Regions from separate parts of the Dromaius novaehollandiae genome. Here region 2 is linked to region 1. The links are chromatin contacts, called in public Hi-C maps. All regions are on one chromosome and are shown on one strand. Each heading gives the region's core, a stretch centred on a gene start, on an enhancer-like site or on the middle of the called end of the contact. The rest is flanking DNA. Distances are from core to core; before and after follow the strand shown.

Evidence for each region. Hi-C and Micro-C count contacts between places; a contact is called where the count stands out from the background.
Region 2: a contact with region 1 is called in a Hi-C map of brain, with 6 times the contacts expected there. The contact joins two enhancer-like sites. A contact is called at or near these places in 2 of 4 Hi-C or Micro-C datasets (brain and ovary).

The regions. Positions count from the first base shown.
Region 1 is chr2:102,450,078-102,457,007 of bDroNov1.hap1, reverse strand. No RefSeq gene overlaps it. Among named protein-coding and RNA genes, the nearest start is that of BMP6, 34 kb to the right of the region's middle. Within about 2 kb of position 2,452, at least 1 of the 2 cell types and tissues checked has open chromatin away from gene starts, as enhancers often do.
Region 2 is chr2:102,567,690-102,574,619 of bDroNov1.hap1, reverse strand. RIOK1 (RIO kinase 1) reads left to right here. Exons shown (of 16, transcript XM_064507066.1): 10 at 499-602; 11 at 2,165-2,271; 12 at 3,411-3,476; 13 at 5,152-5,271; 14 at 5,491-5,544; 15 at 6,606-6,752. Among named protein-coding and RNA genes, the nearest start is that of RIOK1, 12 kb to the left of the region's middle. Within about 2 kb of position 3,244, at least 2 of the 2 cell types and tissues checked have open chromatin away from gene starts, as enhancers often do.

The DNA.
Region 1 (6,930 bases), core at 1,203-3,702:
ATTAGGATACACTTTAATTATTCCCATCATTCTTTTTCAGCAGAAGTCTTACCTCATTGATGGCACAAGGTGGAAACTTTTTCTGCAGATACATCAAGGCTGTGTAATGAAGGCATTGTTATCTGCCTTGATTTATCTCTTTTGCCCCAGATGTGACACTAGGACATCAGGCAGAGGGTTGTGAAAAGAGTAAAGGTGTCATATAGTCAAGAGGTAAATGCCTCTCTGAGCTTGTGTCCTTTTGCTATTCTTGATGCTAATGAGTCACTTAAACTATTTTTTTCATGACTTCTGTGTGTTTAATTTTCTGTGGGAGCTCCAGTAGAACACTACTTGCCAATGTAAGGTAATACTTAATGGTAAACATGCAAAAAGTCATGTTGTAGGCAAGTTGACTGCAAGCTAAGCAGTCAAAAGGAATGTTCTTAACCTTAATCTCTCTTTGCCTCCTTTCCCACCTGTAAGATCTCTTGTTCTCATTTACCATAACTTTACATGTGCATTATGAAAATAAATGATTTATGAAGCACTTAGTTATTCAAGTGATGAATGCTGTAGAAAAGTGGATGAGCAATTCACAGCAGGGTTTAAACTGTGTGCAGCGAATAAGGCCGAGAGCTGTACATTGAGTGACAGCAGATAAAATAAATATCAGTAACAAAATACATGAACAATCAGTTAGTACATTCTGAATAACACAGGATTAGTGTGGAAAGAAACACCACCAGCCCATTATCATGAAATTAAAGACTAACAGAATTTGTAGACATACACACAAAAAATTACTGTTCCATACATAACTTTATTTCCGGTATTTCCTGACACTGACATGTTCAACTTTGCAACTTAAAAAGGTTATTTTTGGTATTTTTTTGTGTATGTGTTTTATTTTCATAACGTTTTCATAAAAACTGTCTTCCCTCATATTTGCACAAAGACATCACCCTGGAAAGCACTTAAAATGCTTCCCTGTTAACAAAAATCCCAAATCCTCACAGACTAAGCAGACTCTGCCAGTTAATGAGGTTTCCATATGCCATCAGAAATGCTAGCTTAGTGAACAAAGCCTTGCCTGGTTCATGAATACAACCATCTTCTGACCTTTTCCTCAACTGTCAACTTCTGAACTGTGAGACTTTCCCCCAGAGCTTTATATTTCTTGTACTTAGCGCAATGTAGGTGCTTTCACAGATCACCTATTTTGGCATGGTATTATGCCACTGATGTCAACAGCAGAAAATCTAGCTTTCTCCTCAGCAGAAATTCCTTCAAGACTTGAGACTGTGAAGCCTATAAACAGGCAATCTTTCCACTACTGGGAAAAGAGAGACACTCAGAGCCATTAAACCTCAGCTAACCTTATGTACCATGTGTCTAAAGATCTGAAAAATAACACCACTGAAGAACTGAAGATGCTGACATATGGTTGGCAGATGTTGTAGACAGGAGTAGACTATATGAGTGATGAAAGAGAAAATAAAATTAGAAATTTTCAGTCTCTGGCAGTGAGTTTTGAATAGTAGCACACACAATTAGTGATTTCCATATTTCAGGTATCCCAAAGTTATATTGATTGGAAAACCACTTATAAAGAGGCCAAACAGATCGTTGCCCTCTGCTGCCTGGATAGCAGGTTCCCTTCCCTTCTGCGTTGGGGCAAAAAGTAGTCACTATACTTCTAATGGCTAATTAGCAACATGTTGTGATCTTACATGTTTGGATTATTTTTGATGTAATGATCTATACTGTGGGAGAGTTTGGAGGTTTCATTCAGTGTGCACTGCCATGGTGCTGAGCACACAGAAACATAAAAAGAAGCAGCCCTGCCTTGAAGAGCTTACTGCCTAAAATAAGATTTTTAGTCTTGTATGTATAAAATCAAGCTCTTCAGTCATCATTGCCTCTAGCATAAGCAACTCAAAAGGGATGAAACAGCTAAGAAACACAGAAAATACACTCAAAATACAATAGCTTTTCTAGTCTCACAGCTGGGAAATCTGACTTCTCAAATAGGTCCCAAACTAGAAAAGATGCTGCTGCTCCCACTCTGTTGTGAATCTTATCCGTCAGGAAGTTTCTCTCCTTACAGATGTTGTAGGAGTTATCTCATGTTACACTAAACATGCCACGGTTATGTACTGATGGCCTTGTATTTCAGAGAGGAAGATGCTAGAGGTGGTGGGGAGAGCAGAAGAAATCCTGTCTTTGGTAAAAAAGGGGTTTTGCTTTGTCAACCTCCTGAAAATGTTAGTTGTTTTCGGAAATCAGAGCAAGTTTCGACGAACAGCATTTATTACATAGGTTTCCCAGGCACCATGCTGTTGCTGTCTAGATGTGTAGCTAGCTGGACAGAGTGTGCAAAAGTGTGTTTTGCAAGTGCCATCTAGTGGCTCCCCAGCTTGTCCATGTCAGGAAAGGGAAGTTCACCTCCCTGAAATCCGTGGCGTGGCAGAAGGCCCGCCGGCTTCGGCATCAGGGCAGCCAGTGGAGAGACCCCGGCAGCTAGTCGCAGCCAGTCACAAGCACTGCAAAAGCAACAGCCTGGCCAGGCTAGGAGATGTGACTGGAACAAGGAAACTGGTGCAAATGCCCACAGGAATGCAGATGTGAAAGGAAAGTGCAGACACAGATGTATACATGAAGGGCACATAGGGAGTTTTAGTTTTTCAGTTGGCAGACCCTCTATTTTTTTCCAAGGACACAACAGTCCCTGAATGCCTTATTTAAGCTGACTAGTAATAGAGATGCTTTTCTTAATTACATTTCTTGAACTCCTTAAAATTAGTCTGCAGACCCCTGGGGGTCCTCAGAGACAGAGGAAAAACCACTGCTGCTCTTTATTCTCTTAGCAAATATCAAGGGATGAAATAATTGGGTCAGGAGGGATGGGGCAGATTTTTTAACAAATCAGTGGTAGTTTTGTTTAGACTAAGCCCACAGCTTTGCAACTAGAAAACTGGAGAAAGGAAACCAAACTTTGTTTTCAACCAGATTTTTTTGAAACAAAACCAAAAACTGTGTAGCTCTGTGTAACAACTTCAAAGTGAATCCATTGTTTCCCAAGAGTTACTGAACTCTGTACAGGCTCTTAGTACTTTTATTACTGCCATAGTTTAGGATTCTTAGTTTGGTATTAGTTCCTCACAGAACTCATCACTTTTGACTACTGATCCTTTTCTGCAACTGGCAAAGGCCTGGTAATTCAATATAAATCAACATACTATTTCGTCTTTTTACAGTTTCAGAAGACCACAAGCTGGTCTCAGAAGATATCATTCTAATTCACTTTCCACTAATCTATAATTTAAATTGTCTTCCAGATTGTTCTCTTGTGGCTGGAATCGATGGGCCATTTGCTACTGGTTCCATCTGGACGTATCCGTCATAACGAGTGAAGCTGTGCAGAAAGATGCAAACTTTGTGAGAAGCAGTTAGATAAGCAGAAATATTATACTCATTTATGACCTACAGGAAATGCATAACTGGTTTGAAACTGGCGTCACATTATATTTTATTCAATAGCAACAGTGTTTTGCAGTTCTGCTTTCTTGTGACACTGGTAGGTAATTGAATATAGGATGAGTATATCATTCACGGAAATACCTTGTTTAACTTTAGTCATCTGCTTAAGGCCTACTACTTCAGTGTGGTTTTTACAAATGTTTAGTTAAATGTGTTAAATATGTTGATTTTTTTTTCCTGGATATACACCCTTTTCTGAATTGGGGTCAGAATACTAACGATTGCACTAGATGTAAAAATATATGTTCATGTTTTGCTATATCTGCTTTTAATAATTTGGGAAACACTTGGGCACCATGGTGTTGAGGCTTAGACATACTTCTTAACCTTCTAAGACCCAAATAAATGATGTAGCATACGATAAAAATCCAAAAAGAAAGAGAAAGAACCCACAGAGAACCATCAGTGCAGGCATCTTAAAGTCCCATGGAAAGAATTCTGTCAGTTTAGTTCAAGATTAGACATTGCTGATCTTTACAGTTGAAGTAAGTTACATCTGTAACACTAAGAGGGAATACCAATTTTCATTTTTGATAGATATTTTGGTATTAAACCAAGTGATGTCCCTTGAAATGAGGAATATGTGAGTGATAAAGGCCTGTATGGCTGGAGAAGTAGGCTGGTTTTTTTCCTAATTCTATTGATGCATAAAATCATGCTAAAAAAATTGATGTTTTCTTGCCTCTCCCACATTAGCAATAGCATTTTGCATTATCAAACGCAAAACTCTTCTCAGAAAACATTTTCAAAAAGCAAAGATTCTTCCAGAAAGCTTACAAAAAAGTCTTCACCTCACCACAGAATACTTGCAAAAGCAAAATGCAGATGCTTCCTTAAGTTCTAGTCATATGACCCTTAATTTAAAATGTGTTTCTTCTTAAAACGTGGCCTATAAACAAACTTGGGTGAGCTCAACACAGTCATTTAGGAAACAGAAACTTGAGACATGTGGCTGAAATATGGTAGGGAAAAAAATAGAACACATCAAATTAATGACATTAAGAGTAATTTCAAATGCAACTTTCCAATTCTCTCCTTGAATGAAATCCTGGAGAGCCAGGGAACAAAGGCAACAAGGTACAGTGAATTAACTGGCCTTGGAGTTTTACAATAATAAATGCCAAACTCCATATTCTCTCTCTTATTGTTTCTATTCAGCTTTAACAGTGTAAAACGAACCTTTCTAGGGTGAACCACTCAAATGAACAACCATCAAATTGTTTATCTGGAGGCCTGATCTTCAGGATGACTGAGAAAATGGTGCTTTTCCCATATACACCTACCGCCTGTAAGTGATCAGTTAGTGAATTGACATAGTTTGTTAAATTTGCTGGTGAATTCCACAAAGAAAAAGGAGTGTAACCACAAGTATAAATACTTTTTGAGATATTGCAGTCTGAGTTCCTTCAACTTGTTGCATTAATTGTCCTTCTCAACAAAGGAAGGACTAAATCGATCATAAGACAGGACACTAGAGCTGAGTCTCCCACTGCAGAAGAACTGTTGTGTTTGGGAATCCGCCACTGTCTGTGCCAGTCTGACGTGAAAGCTCTTCTGTCTGGAGCCTCCTGTTCACTGTCAGTGTGCTCCACACTGAGAAATGAAAGAGTGCTCCACACTGACAAATGAAAGAAGGAAATCAGTGTACTATAAAATACTTTCACCTTTAGTTTTTGCACAGGTCACAGCAGCTAGCCCAGCAGAGCAGGGAAAGTTACAGATTAAGCTGGTATTTCAAACGCGCTACCAAAAAACAATGTCCAGGTGTTGCTACTTCCTTTTCTATGGCCAGGATGTGTTTTTGTAAGAGGCCGGCCTCCTACATGGTTCACACAGACTTGACAAATACATAGTGATGAAACACAAGTATTCTGGCTCTTTGTACATCCACAGAAATGATAATACATCTTGACTTCCAGAAATGGTACATTTTATGGCATGCTTTAAACTGCATACAGGAAGGTCTGTGGTAGCAAAGAGGAAGACAAGAAACCAAATGAGAGTGAAGGAATAAAAGTTAGGAGACAGAATATTAAGGCACTATGGATTCACAAGAATGCATTTTTTTTTTTGCTATCGAAGAGTTAGTGGAGAGAGCCAAGTTGTCAACCTGAGTCTGCTGGCACAGCTCCCCTGGACCTCTGCTGATGTTCTCCAGCTCAAGGGTCTAGCTTCACATACACATTCACATGCTCTCGCTGCCTTGACAGGAGCTAGCAGGACTTTTTATCACCTAGCCAGCACGTGAGGTAAGGCCATGTTGCCTGGGGAGTCTTAGCTGATGGATTTTTTTCCCCTCATTATGCTGCAGAATAAGAGGATACCTGTAATCTCATGCAACAGTCTGGAATGCACTGTGCAGTGGGTTGTGATTTGAGAAACAGCAGCATTAATAATCCTTCCGATAAGTCCAGGCTTCTGTCCCTTATTTTCTTTGGAAGGGGAAGTTTTCAGGCCTTCCATGTCAAAATTATTCATATCCTTTTAAAATAACACACTACTGTACATATCTTTCTTACATCACTTCCCCAAGGTCCAGGTATTAGTCCAAGTTAGATAGGCAGCTGGCTCTTTGCTTTCAGAGCTGTGCTTTGGGTCATGGCCAAACCCCTTGCAAACAAATTGTTGGATGTAACAGTGAAGAGAGGCTACTGTAACCATCCCTGTTATTCATTAGTTAATTTACTGGAAACCTGGAGACTTCTGTGACTGGTCAAATATTCTTTCTGGAGACACACAATCTTCCCTAAATAAAAATAATTAAAAAGGCATTAGAATTTGCCATATGGTGTATCCATATTGATAGTAGCGTAAAGAACAGTCTTTTTATTCTTTTGACATTTTGGAAGATCACAAATTGTGCCCAAAAGTTATTAATGGCAGTAGGTGTATTTGGGAATGGCACCAATTTCTTCAGCGATCCTGCAGATCAAAACTCTGGATGAAGTTTTGGCTAGCAAAGTGAAGACCATCTTCCCTTCCCTTATTATTTGAAAGTCTCATCCTCTTGTTTACAGGAGAATGTAGAATCAATAAAAACTCAGAAAGAGAAGGTAAATTTAATAAATGTGATATAAAGAATTTTAAGGGACTCCTCTGTTCAAAATTTTTCTCTCATAGTCTCAATACAGAATAACCATTGCAGCAAATATTTGGTACGTTAAGGACTGGGAATGTACTGGAATTAAGAACAAGACAAGTGAGTATGTGTTTCACAGTAGATACTGGGGCGGTACCTGGAAGTGATATTTCAAATCTAGCCCAGTCTTGCCTACAGAACATGTATGGCTTGCAGATTTTATAAGGAAGAGCTTTCACTGAAAAAGCAAACAGGAAACCACATTTTAAAATGATAGCCGAACATATGGAAGTTTTCACATGCATGATGTGATGTAAGGACTGTGTGTG
Region 2 (6,930 bases), core at 1,995-4,494, 120 kb before region 1:
AATTGTAACATCTAAAATGTATGTGTTGGCAGCTTTTGTGCGTACATTTGAAGTACTAATCTACTTGGGGGGGGGTGCTTCTCAAGACTGTGACTTTCAGTTTGTTTACTTAATTATGTAGCTCTTAACCCACATCTGAAATCTCTCTATAAAAACTGCCAGCTAATGAAAAAATCAGCAAGATATATGTAAAAATATATGTATACATATATTTTTACTATTTACACACACACACTTTTTTCTTCCTCCTCTCTTCCCTCCCCTGCCTCCACCATTGCTTTTTGTGTTCCTCTGAAGTTTACTAATACAGCCTGCGTGAAGGAGGGAAGGGATTGACAAAAAAAGACCACCTCTGGCCCTAATATGTGAGATACATGCTAGAAAAATGTTAGGATTGTCTGCTGATTCTTAAGTTTGCAGTACACTTCTTATGCCCCTCCTTTATCTTCCATGTAACAGTCCTGTGGAATCAGTGCAGTTCTGCATGTCTGTTTGCAGGTACCACAGCGGGGAAGTATACATCATCGATGTGTCTCAGGCGGTGGAACATGACCACCCACATGCACTGGAGTTCCTGCGAAAGGATTGTGCCAATGTTAACGGTGCGTGGGCTGCACTTTAGCTCTGGTTCTGATGGCTTGTTTGTTTAGGAAGGTGAACTGTGTTCTTCCTTATGTTCTTTCAGCTATGATTCTTGACTGTCGAAGCTGTCAAACTTTAGTTAAAATGTTCCCTCTCCTAGGTTCTCATGGCTTCCTCAGGGAACTATGGGCTGTGCTGAGCTGGGAAGACTATGTAACCCATTTTACTAGAAATTATCTGGCCAAAGTGAGTTTGAATTTCATATTTGCAATAGAAAGCAAGGATCAGAGTCCAAGCTTTCAGCAGCGCCCACACTCATCTTAGCTGCCCTTATTTTAAGGAGTGTGCAGACAGGCTGATCCGTTTCCTTCTGTGACTGGAACCCATAGCTGGAATTCCTCAGCTGGAGAGTTACTATGTATTACAAAGTTCCCTGCACTGGTCCAGCTCAGCTTAGAAGATGGAGGCATTCTCTAACTTATTAGAGAAGCATCACTTATTGTAGTATTCTGATCAACAATGTACCTTTTATAGTATTTTTCTCTTAAAGATTTGGTCTTCATGTAGTATGTGGGAGTATGTGTGACAGACCTGTCTTCCACTAGGCTCTGGACCTCTCAGAGGGCAAGAAGTATGTTGCTGCAAACTGCTTCCCGCCACCCCCCCTGCTCTGCCCTTTATTTTCCATGCATTTTTTCTTATTTTAAGAGACACTAGAAAATCCGTAAAACAGATCTGTTTTGCATTTTGATTCTGTGTGTTTGTTGATGCCCAGTGTGCTAGTTGTTTCTTATTCCTCTTCTGTTCATGAATTTCTGGTTAATTCCTTCTGAATCAGATATTTGTACCTTGTTTTGTTTTGTTTTTTATTGTCTATTTTGGCTTGCTCTCCCTAAATGCTGGTGCCCTACTGAGCTTTTTTTTTTTTTTTGACTTTTTCCCCCACTACAGTTTTCTCTGTGCAATCCTGCTACAGAGACTGTGAGACTGTGAGAAATGCCTAGCTTTATGTTCTCTCCAGAAGTACAGCCTCCAAATTTAATTATACTTGACTCAAAAAAAAAAAAAATTTTTTTTGAGCATAATAATAGAGAAAGCGTTAGTATGCTACTGTGCCCTGTGTGTCCTCATACTAAGGTGGATCATAATTAGGCTGTACAGTGCTTCAGTGGATACTTCTCATTTTCTTTGACAAAAGTTTGAGGTCTGCAGACCTTATTCTTTGAAATATTCATGTTTTTCATCTTGGTCATTGCAAGTACTGCACCTGTCCTAAACTGTTTACTTCTTCTTTATCGACCCCTGCCCCATTCAGCCTGACTCCTGCTGAAAGTTGATTTGGCTTTGATGTTTAACTAGTTTCTCTTCTTCCAGATAGATAATAAAACTATCTGGAAGATAGTTTTATTTTAGATGGCCAAGAGTGCTTTGGTAACCAAACCCAGTAAGATGCAATATGTGCAACTGAGACTTTTGCAAATCATCAGGGCAATTATTTTGCTGTAACTGTCACTTTAACATAATGGTTGCATGTGTCACACAATGACTTTTATTTTTTGTCTCTGCCTTTGATTCCTTGTAGATTTTTTCCAGAAGCGCAGTGTTGCAGTGATGACTGTGAGGGAGCTGTTTGAGTTTATTACTGATCCTTCTATTACAAGTGAGAACCTGGATGATTACCTCTCTAAGGTAAGACCTCAAGGCCTCATTGGTTGTATAAGAAAGTTTGAACCAAATACTCACATTTGGTTCAAACTCCATCTCACTTACTCTACAGCCTGCTCTTGAAGTGGGTTGGTTCCTGATGTTGTCATGCCAGTACTTCAAACATATATGTGGATCTTTTGCTTATGTACCATTATAGAATGAACACATTTTCATTCTAGGTTTTCTGAAGCCTAATTGCTAAAACTCAGATGTCCATTTCAGGTGCTACTTACATTAAAAATGAGATGCTCTAAATTAGTTCTTCCTTTTTGGAAAGGAGAGAAAAGCTTATTTAGCTCTGCAGATACCTGGCAGAAGCATAACCGTATTTATATAGATAAAGGAATTAAGAATGCAGACTTAAGCAGGGAGAAATTGGAAAAGGAAGAGAATCACTCAAGGCAATATTACTCCAAAGAACACAGTCTTGCTAGCCAGATGTAGTGGCTGGTGGGACATACTGATTCCAGGATGAGGTAAATGTTTCTTTTCTAGGTGCCATTCCTTTGCTTCCAGTTAGATGAAAAAGCAGCTCTTCTAGTTGAAGCAACCAAAATGGGGAGGAGCCAAATCTAAGCCATGTAAACCCGGCCAGGAGTGGAGATACGATGTGTACATACTCCTGGCCAAGACCATGAGGCAGAGGCTGAATGTTGTCCAAATACCAGTATGTTATGGGTATTTTCAGATGTTGTGTACTTCCTGTTATAACTGGAGGCTGAGTGACGCAGAGCTGTGCTGCAGGGTTCCCCTCGCTTGTGCTCTCCTGGTTTACTCAATGTGTGTGACAGTGAGAAAAACAAAGTCCAGTACTGGGGCCCTCCTCACTATATTCCTTGTGCTGTTATTTCCTGTAGTCATGCTGGGCCTGCATAATTTGGTCTGGAAGGATCAGGGAGTGTGTTCTTCAAGTGTTAACGAGGCAAATCTGCAGTCATGAGTGCGTTCTGCAGAAATGCCAGGTACCGTTAGGTGTCGCTCAAGGCACTGCTATGAGGAAAGCTGTAGAATTTGAGTGATAGGAGTAGAATACAGGGAGAAATCTAGATGTGAACGGTCAGTTGGATTAAATGATGTGATTCTGTAGCATGGTAACATTATATTGTTTCATATTTCTTTAGGCAATGGAAATAGCATCCAAAAGAACAGAGGAGGAAAGATCCAGTCAAGATAAAGTGGATGAGGAAGTGAGTGAGGATTTTTGTTCCTGCTGTGAAATTAATATTAATCTTGCCTCTTCTAAGCAATGAAAATTATTCTTTAATTTGGAAGAATTTACAGCTGATAAACAAAACAATGTTTATGATACCGGTATGTCCTGAACTAGCTGAGGAGACAAAGTATAGAGAGATGCCATGTGTAAAAGCTTAAGAGACAGTGATCAGAAATTGGAAGGCAGACACTCCACTTTGTAAACCAATGCATTTACTTGTGGCTTAACTGATCCTGAACTGGAAGATGTGTCAACAACAAAGAAACTGAGATCTGATTGTGCCAATGTGATTGAACCAATAGCACAGCAACAGCAATATTCGTGGGATAATCAGTACATTGACTAGATTGTCCGTCTAGCTCTCTTCCCAGTCTAATTCGGTTCTTCTACTTACTGTTTCTCTACCTTGCTTTTGCATGCAGGAGAAACCATCACAAATCTGTTCCGTTTGTATTACTGAAAACGGCTAGCATTCTGGAAAGCTTTGATTTATAATCTTATGTTTCTGTTCCAGAAAAGTTTAAAAAAAATTTTGTCTTGAGTAGAATTTTTATCAGTGGGAATGTACTCATGTTAGTTCACCAGGCATTTGTTGTTGGAGTCAGCACTGCTTGATTTACTAAAGACTTTTCTTTTCCTCTTGGAGCTCTGCAGGTTTTACTGACTGCTTCTGGCTCAAGCTTGGCCAAGAAAAGACTTTTGTTTCCTAAGAAGAGTTCCTGAGGTCCCACTGAAGTATAGGGCCAGAGATTACTATTTTGTTACATGCCCACCTTTTGCAAACAAATTATTCTCAGAAACAGAGCCTTTGCTTATGAAAAGGCATTGTCCTGTGGGAGAGATGGTTTAGTACCATCTGAGTTGAGTTTCTGCTCTCACAGACTTCTCATGTGACTTCAGGCTAGTTGTGGTGCTTTCTCACTCACGAAAGAGTGGAGCTTATTACATGCAAGCTCTGTGGAGACAGGGTCTTTGCTGTTTGTACAACACTTGGTCTAGTCGTGATTGTAAAGCATGTTTGTAGTCAGGTGATGGGACTGATTTAGCACCAGTGGACTCCATGGAAAATAAAAATGTATCTGATGTGGTAGTGACTTCAGTTTGCTGGACTACAGTCTCAAAAGATCACATTCCAAATCTGAAGTAAGATGATGTTGATGGGGGTTAGGTTTTACTTTACTGTACTACTTCAGGAACCTTTTGTGAGTTGGGGTGTATATTGACAGAGAGATTATTTGTATAAAGATTAAGTTGAAACAATGCATTTTTAATGGAGTTGCCTCCTGAAGGCATTGTTAAACCTCACAATAAAAACATAAGAAAAAAATTCTTAGAAAACAAAACCTTAAAACTCAAATCAATTAAGAGGAAAGCGAAGGGACTGGAGAAGGTCACAAATAAGTGGGCTGCTGGTGGTCATATGAGCTATCAAGAATGTATGAGTTCCATGTTAGTCTGCTCCAGCAAAAAGAAAAAAAGATATCCTTCAGTGGATATGTTGGTGGGGTTACTGCCTTATTCCTTTTGAGCTTCTCGGAGCCATGAAACCCCTCACAATTATTCTCCTAAAGATGCATCATTAGGAAGGAAGAACATCAAGAAACTATATGTAAATTAGTAAATCTACTTGTTTCCTTTCAATCTACTAGGTGTTTAAGAAGGCTTACATACCTCGAACTTTGACTGAAGTTAAAAATTATGAGAGAGATGTGGATATAATGATGAAATTGAAGGAGGAGGACATGGCATTGAATGTTCAGCAGGATAATGTGAGTAGACATCCTGAAGCCCTGCAAATGAGGGGGAGAGGATATGAATTCTTCTTACTAAAAATTGATAGTAAAAGAAACTACTGTTGTACTTAAAATGGTCTGGTTAGTACTAATGCTTATGTCACTATCTTTTATGAGATACCCATTTTATCTAGGTACTAGATATGAGAGTCATATTTTGATAACATAACTTTATTTCTCTACCCCTGGGTGTAGATTCTGTATCAGACTGTGACAGGATTGAAGAAGGATTTGTCTGGTGTTCAGAAGGTGAGAGGGCCTTTTGCTATCCTTCTTTTTAACAACTTTAAATGCTTAAGGAGTGCAGAGAATGCCTCATCGTGCAGCTGATGCCATGGAAAAAACCTTTTGATTGCAGAATGACTGTTTCTGTCTGCTTGGGCCCTGCCTGTGTGGGAATGGGTCTGGCATCATAGTGCATCTGAATATGAATCTCTTCCCTATCACCAAATAAGATATTGGGTTGCTTGAGAATGAAGTGATCATCCTTATTATCACCATCCTGTTTAAGGGAATGCGTGGAGGTGGGGAGGAAAGATGCTTTCAAATCATGGAAAATGTAATTGTTTTGAAATGTAACATGACCTTAAGTTTTGAGATGTTCGGGATATCTGTGCTGTAATTACTGTGCAAAGATCCATGCTGCAGTGTAAGGCATAAGAATTTTGCCCTGCTATATGTACAGAAATGTCACAATCAAGTACTTGAAAGCACATTGCATAAGAAGTAGGGTACAGATCAATCTATAGCAGTATATCTCAAGTTGATTACTCAAAGCGGGAACCATATTTGGATCCCTTCCCTCCCCCTCACCCCATTTTGAAACCTTGCATTGTCTAGCAGTGCTGTAGACTATTTTAAAATGAAAATATAAATATGGGAAGGGAGCAGGCTTTGGCACAGTCATCAGTCTGGCTAAAGAGTAAGTGTGTTTTGTAGTGTAGATGCTTGTGTTTCCACTAAAGCCTATTTGGTGGCCCTAAATAGGTTTTGGTATGATCTGTGTACAATTAAAAAACTAACTTCCATCTATGTTAGCAAATTGCTCTTTACCTTGCATCAGTGGGTTTGGAAGTGCTAATGCAGCTGTGCATAAAAGTTTCTATAAGGTATGTTCTAAATGTCTTGGTTTTAGTTTGGATTAACCTCTTTTTCATTCTTTTTCTTGAAATTCACTGATGTCTGTGGTAAAGGAGATGACACAAGCTTGCTCAAGGCTTTCTTTGTAGGAGATTCTGTTCATATACTGGTTTTTGCCTTTGTGCTATTGAGTTTGGATTTGAGATAGTCTCTGTTGGTCTATCTTGCAGATCCCTGCACTTCTTGAAAAAAAGGTGGAAGAATCAGAAGTAGGCTCTGATGATGATGATGATGGCAGTTCAGAGGACTCTGATTCAGGCTGTAAAGAATCCCTACATCCTAAAGACAAACCTGCTGAAGTTGGCACAGATAAAAAGGTAAGCTGGCCGGGGACTGTGTATTTTTCTACACCTGCCCATGTGACAAAACAAATCCAAACTTCGATTCTTAGGTTACTTCTTGATGGAAGCAAGCTATGGTCTCCTCCTGTTGTGGAGAGTGAGAGCAAAGAGTAAATTTCATTATGGATGTTTACTTTAATGGCGTTCTTGTACA